2 separate regions of the Arachis hypogaea genome follow, and region 1 is linked to region 2. Evidence: chromatin contacts called from public Hi-C data. All regions are on one chromosome and are shown on one strand. Each heading gives the region's core, a stretch centred on a gene start, on an enhancer-like site or on the middle of the called end of the contact. The rest is flanking DNA. Distances are from core to core; before and after follow the strand shown. Region 1 holds the start of LOC112776437 (peptidyl-prolyl cis-trans isomerase CYP21-4). Region 2 has its middle 11 kb from the start of LOC112779862.

Region 1 (3,792 bases), core at 161-2,660, 48 kb after region 2:
GGTTATTTTGATTAGATACGTTAATACAAGGGTAGTTAAGTGAAACTAAAATCGATCTTGCAAAAAAAATTATGACTCACGATTTTACAGAGGACAAAAATATAATTTTTTTCAAAAAGCAAATTGTTAGTGTAATACGAATTTACAGAGAAATTTTAACAATTTCATGCAGTATAAAAAGGAACAAATAAAACACAATTAACAATTTCTATTAATATAAAGAGACATGCTACACATACAAGTCTTTTTGACATACAAGTTTATACAAGTTAATCCTAATTTAATAAAATCTACTTTTTAATACAAGAAAAAAAATGAAGAGTTTTGAATTATATAGAACTTATCAATACACATATATAAAAAATTTTTAAACAATACAATATAAATGACTTGTATGGACTTATATGTGTAAATGACTTGTATGTAGAGAATAATCCTAATATAAAACTAGTTCTCGTATCTGTGCATTAGTATATTACACAATTTTATCACTATTTATCGGTATTACATCAATCTTATCATCATATTAAAAAAATTATGTACTTTTAAGCTAAAGAAGAATTTACTAGAAATAAAATAACTAAAATTGGAAGAACGAATACATTACATTTTTTCCAAGAATAATTAAAAAAATTAGGTAAACAATTTGACCTTAACAGATTTTTGAAAGTACATGTTATCATACAATAAAATTAATCTTTAGAATTCTCATGTCTTTATTATTATACTAGTATTTTTATCTATAATAATATTACGAGAATATAAATTTTTAAAAATTATATCAATTTTAATATTATAGATTATTATGACACAAAATTTATAATATTAAACTACTTTTATAAAAATATTGTACAGGACAAAAATTTTCGTTGACTAAAAAATCAGAATTTCTGTAAATAAAAAAATAATAAATAATAAATTTTTTAGTTATTATTTTTATATGAAAGAATTTAAAAATAATAATTTTTTTTCTATATATAAAAATATAATTATATATTAATATAAAAAAATTTATATTAATAATTATAAAATTAACTCAAATTTATTTTTTTAAAATAATTGAATTTTATTTTTAATTTTTAATCACAATATTAGTATTTTTTTAAATTATATGTAATAAATATTTAAAAAAATAAAAATATAAATTAAAAAGATAAACAGTAAAATTTTAAAATTAAATAAAAAATATACAAATAATAATATTTTTTATTTAAATTATATTAGGTATATTTTGATTGGAAAATTTTTAATTAGTTATTGATAATAATATATAAGAGAAATAAAGTGAGTGAATAAATGAGAGAAATAGAAAAAATAAAAGAGAAGTAGAGAGAATTTTTTAATATTAAAAAAATTTGATTTCAATTATAATGAGAAAGATATATAACACGTTATGGTTGTAAAAATAGTAATATATAATAAATTTAAAAAAAAAATAAAAAAAGAACACGACAACGCTGGAAAATCTTCCAAGTCTCTTAGCAAAGTTTTCCTCTCTCCCGTTCGCGTTTTCATCTTTGATTCGAAGCACAACCAACTCACACACAGAGACTCACGTTCAATCCGACGTCGTTTCTTTCCTTCCTTCTCTTCGATCCCCTCAGTGCCTGACCCTATTCCTCACTCTCTCAGGTTCCTCCTTTTTTATTTATTTTACTTCATTTCTTATTTTTTTTTTCGTAATTAAGCTTGTAATTTTCCAAAATCCATGATATGGCATATTTAGGGTCTAATAATTAACAGGTTCATGCTTATTTTCTTTGTATTTTCTCCCTTTTTTCAATAATTTATTTATTTATTTTGCTCAAATCATAGTGGTTGCAACTGTCTCTGCGTTAGTCTATTAGCATGTTGGATCTTAATCTCTATTCGATTTAGAGGAAAATTATTGTTATGCAAAGAGGTTAAACCTCGAGGACTTCATAGATGTTGAAAATATTCAAACTTTAAGTCATGGAGTTTGGTTTGATTGCTGTTTAGTTCTGTTGTTCAAGTTAACTGTAGATGTTGAATGAGTTGACTTCGATTCTTTGTTGTTGTAATCATATTCATCCTGGTTTTCGATTTATTTTGATTGGATTTTGTGTTTCTGATCCTTAATTTTATTGTCTTAACTGGAAATTCAAGGCACCTTTGGAAAACTGAAGAGTAAGTTAAAAATGGCAAGGATCAAGCCTCAGGCTCTTCTGCAACAAAGCAAAAGGAAGAAGGGGCCTTCTCGCATAAGTGCCACCACTATTGTGTTTTACATGTTGATTCTTGCCTTGATTGGGTTTTTCCTCTTCGCTACGTATAGATATTGGTCTAACAGGTTAGTAGAAGAATTTCTGTTTCTATCTCTGAAGACAGGTTCATAGGGTGGTGTGGGGACTGCTATGTCATATGTATTTGTTAAAAGTTGATACATAGCGAAGTTGAGATCTAGTTTTGCATCAGTCTTGTGACTGATGATGTTTAAATGCTTCTGTTATGAGATAGTGGGATGTCTGAAAATCTTACTTTGTTGCTAGAGGATTCATTTCACCAATGTCGTGATTGAACCCTCTACATATCTTTTGGTGATTGAACCTTTAGCTTAATTCTGATGTCACTCTAGTCTATGCTGTCTGTCTTAGGCAGTTTTGAAGTTTAATAGGTGCTTTCCACTTTCCATCAATCATTTTGAAGTGATTTTCTTTCTTAAGAAGACGAGTTTAAATGGAATAAGCTTTGGTAATAAGATTTTAGATAAGTCATTTCTCAGGGACGATGAGCATCATCTTTTACCTAACAATTCAATATTACTGTCATTCAGGTCAAGATTTCGATCACAGAATCAATTGGCAGTTTCAGAGGTACATCCTTAAATGCATCATTGGGAGGCGTTTTCAGAATTTCATTCCTTTTATATTTGCTTGTTACCTGATAATCTTGCCAACTGTATGTTCATTTCATTTGAATGCATACATTATTGTATTTGGGTTTTCCCATTGAGAATGTTAATACCTTTTGCTTTTATGGATAGAATCATTGTTTCTAATTTAAACTACCTGTTGGCAGCATGAAACTTCGTATGCAGACTCGAAGAAATCCGAGATACCTGGATATGCTGTAAGTTTTGTTCACCTAGCTGCAGTAATTCCTTTTATTTGTTTTTTTTTTTTTGGAACTATTTTTTAGTTAATTGAAATTCCCATATGAAACTGTTATCTCATAACTTGGCCTCCGTTTTCTTTGTGATTATAGGTTTTAGATACCTCTAAAGGCTCAATAATAGTAGAACTGAACAAGGATAATTCTCCTGAGGCTGTTGATGAATTCATTGACTTATGGTGAGTACTTGTTTTTCCTACGAAATTCATAATTTGAAGGCTGTTGAATGGTTTGGGGTTTGACTTTTGCAAACTTTTCTTTTCCTGTCATTCCCCTTGGTGGAGTGAAGAAAATTGGTATAGCATCTAATATCTATAGTATAATCTCACCTTATAGTGGTTTGGGCATGAGTACCCAATTAAGAGTATATCAGAAATTGAGAGACGATACCTTAACAGTTAGAGGTAGAAGATAAATAGGAAAAAGGCTATAAGTAAAATCATTTAAAAAAGATTTAGATTTTAATGGTTTGACTGTAAACGTGATTTATGATATGGTGTTACGGTGTTTATGGGATTGTGTAGCCAATCCCATCTAGTAGTTGAACAAGGCTCAATTGTTCTTGTTATTAATTTTCAGTCGTAAGTGGATTACAGCATTTGTCACCTTGTTTAAAAACATTAGTTTCTGTGGAAATAACACTGCTTATTATTTATCAAT
Region 2 (3,479 bases), core at 940-3,439:
TTATCAGGACTCTTTCCAGGCTAACCATGAATGGACTCTTCTCCTCACAATCCAGTTCTGCTACCTTCTCTTCCTCTTCGCCTTCTCTCTCCTCTCCATCACCGCTGTCGTCTTCACCGTCGCTTCCCTCTACACCAACAAAGATGTCTCTTTTTTCTCCACCGTCTTCGCAATCTCCAAAGTCTTCAAGCGTTTTATTCATCACTTACCTCTGGGTCACGCTTTTGATGTTCATCTATAATTTTGTCTTCGTGATTTCCTTGGTTTTGCTTATTATAGCAATTGATATCCTTCTCTTCCTCTGCTGTTTTTTGCGGTTATTGTGAATGTGTTGGTCATTGTGAATCTGGATGTATGATCAAAAGAAAAGAAATTTGAGGGGTTTGTAACTGAATTTTTTTCTTCTTTTTCTATATGTGTCTTTATATGATTTGCGATGAGAGGAAGAGGGAAGGGGGCTGCGATGGAGAGGAAAAGGGAAGGGAGAGTGTGCGTTAGGGGGCTGTGATGGGGAGGAAGAGAAAAGGGGGTTGCGATGGAAGGGAGGGGGAGGGGGTTGCGTTGGGTAGAGGGTGGGCTGCAACGGGGAGGAAGAGGAAAGGGAAAAGGGAAGGGAGAGTGTGCGTTAGGGGGCTGCGATGGGGAGAAAGAGAAAAGGAGGTTGCAATGGGAGGGAGGAGGAGGGGGTTGCGTTGGGTAGGAGGTGGGCTGCGATGGGGAGGAAGAGGAAAGGGAGTCTGCGTTGGGGAAGGAGGAATTAGGGTTTGGGAGGTGGCTTGCCAGGTCACCAAAATACGGTGGCCATGTCAGCATTGTGCTTGCCGGAAATTTGTTCCGGCGAGCTCGGGGACACGCTTGTCAAATTTTAAAATCTTTTAGGGACTATTTTGTCAATAACAAAAGTCAGGTACCATTTTGTCAGCGCCAGAATCTTTCGGGTACCGATTTGGTAGTTACCTCTTAATGTTTAAGATTTACTTGTATCCCTTCTCATGTATTATGCACTATCATTATCAGTCTATCTATGGAGGCCTTAAATTCAAAAGAACAACAAAAACAAAGGGTAATTTTTTTTCTCTAAAGATTTGTAATTATATTATTTTGTAAAAAAAAATACATTATCCATTATAGAAACAAAACAAAAAAAAAGATTTTTTATTTTAATAAATACCAAATATAACAAAAGGAAATCGAACAGAAGAGATTGAGAATTTAAAAAAAAAATAAATACTCTACAACTTGAGTCATTTTTTGGTGAAATTTTTTTGTTATTTTCATAATTACTGTTTTCGCAACTTCTCACCTTTAAATACTTCCAAAATTTTTTATCTTTCACAATGCCCCATACAAAAATACAAAAAGGGTTATAAAAGATTGTCCTCTTCCAATGCCTCTACTTACTATTTGTCATAAATTCTATATTTTATACTATAACATTCACAAAAGAAGAAAAATACCAAATTTCAATAACGAGACCGCATTACACTAAGACGTGAAGAACTGTTTTGTTGTCATTTCTACATCTTGGGTACATTATTAAAGTATCTGAGAATCTCTAGTTGATCAAATTGAGTATAGATAATTTTTTACGGGTTGTTCTCTAAAGAAAATTTTTTACTTTGGATGGTAATTTTAACCTCAAATTGATTTCCAGAACGTTGAATTCGTCATCACTGTTGCTCAACTTGCACATGAAAAAATCACAAATCACCCAATATTTTGATGTCACATCGTACTACTTCCTCTTGTTCTAGGTCCATTCAAGTTTATCATCACCATCGTCGTTAAGTGGTAGAAAGAGAATTCACGAACTGATCTAAAAAAAACTGTTTTAACTAGCTTTTTATTCTATTTTCTATCCACTTTAAATAAATTATGTATTTAATTAATGTCTGTTGTTAGATTGTTGTTACTGAATTTAAAAAAATAATTTGAGGTAGTATAAATTACTAATTTAATTTTGATATACTATAAATATAAAATAATTTTATACATGCATTTAATTACATAATGCTATATTAATAAAAATAACTATATTTTATATTAATCGTATAAATAATCATTTAATAAAATAAATATAATTATATAACTATGTAAAATATTTTAACTGTGAGTGTATCAAAATTAATCTTATAAATCACATGGGTAACCGTAAGCAAGGAAAAGATCAAATGAAGCATAGAGCAAGTTAACATGATTTTCTAGTGTTGCTTTCGAAGTTAGTTAATTTGATATGGATTTGATAATGTATGCAACTATAAATGAATGCATGTTGAATCACATCACATCAAAAACTAAAAAGGTAGATGCATGCTAATAAAGGTGGATTGGGTTGGGTGCAGGTTGGCCCATATGACTTTGAGTTTACGTTGGCCCGGTAATAGTTAATCCACTGTCCACATGCACCTTTTGTCATCCTCCTATTTGTTCTCTGCTCTGGATTCATATAGTTATCTGTCACTTAAGTCTTAACCAAAAATAATTTTAAAAAACCAAATATTTTTTTTTCTCAAGCTAAACTGTAGCCATCCAATTCTATCGTCAGAAAATGATTATTTAACATAGTATAGGAAAAGTTTTAGGTATATCAAAAATATTAGTGTTCTAGTTATTTTAACTGTTAATCTGAATTATAAACAATATATATAATATATATTAATTAAAATTAACGATTAAAACAATTGAAACATCAATATTTTCAATATACCTGATAACTTTTCTATAGTATAAAACTTAATACAAAAAAAAAAAACCATAGTATAAAACTTTTGTTTCAAATATTTTCGATTCTTTAATTTATTAAATTTTATTTTTTTACCGCTTGAAAAAATTTTTTGTTTTATTTTTATTTGTTAATTTTTTCAGTTAGTTGGTTTTTTTGAGTAAAATATATTTTGCCTTTAAAATTTATTAAAATTTTTTATTTATATCAAATATATTTTATAATTTTTAAAAAAATTTAAAATTAATTTAATAATAATTTTATAAAAATAACTATAAACACAAGTACACTAAACTATTGTCATATATTATTGAATTAATTTTAATTATTTTAAAAATTTAGTTATGAGAGTATATTTGATATAAATTAAAAATTTTTAAAATAAAATTAAACTAAAATAAAATTTAAAAATATTTTAAATTTTTTTAACAAATTTTAATAATAAAAAATATAATTTAATTTTTTTTAATTCAAATAAAATTGATAATTAAAAATTATTAAATAATTTGACTAATTATAAAAAAAAAAACAATTTGACTAAATTTCACATTAATTTGACTGAAACTGAGTTCCATCTAATTGTCTAACTTTAATTTTATTCCAACAACCACGACTGTTCACAGTCACTGCCATCGTCCTTAACCCCAACTGCCGGAATTGCCATCAACCATGACCCATCACTGGCCTCCACCTCTAAATGTTACTGTGATCTAAAATCACCATACCTCACTACCAACACCAACATGAGCAACAACAA

The links. Hi-C and Micro-C count contacts between places; a contact is called where the count stands out from the background.
Region 1: a contact with region 2 is called in a Hi-C map of leaf, with 3 times the contacts expected there. The contact joins the promoter of LOC112776437 here to the enhancer-like site in region 2. A contact is called at or near these places in 4 of 8 Hi-C or Micro-C datasets (leaf and an unstated tissue).

What each region holds. Positions count from the first base shown.
Region 1 is chr19:143,716,553-143,720,344 of arahy.Tifrunner.gnm2.J5K5, forward strand. LOC112776437 (peptidyl-prolyl cis-trans isomerase CYP21-4) reads left to right here and starts at 1,411. Exons shown (of 8, transcript XM_025820599.3): 1 at 1,411-1,632; 2 at 2,128-2,311; 3 at 2,795-2,834; 4 at 3,040-3,090; 5 at 3,226-3,311. The coding sequence starts at 2,160.
Region 2 is chr19:143,668,147-143,671,625 of arahy.Tifrunner.gnm2.J5K5, forward strand. No RefSeq gene overlaps it. Among protein-coding and RNA genes, the nearest start is that of LOC112779862, 11 kb to the left of the region's middle. Within about 2 kb of position 2,190, at least 1 of the 3 cell types and tissues checked has open chromatin away from gene starts, as enhancers often do.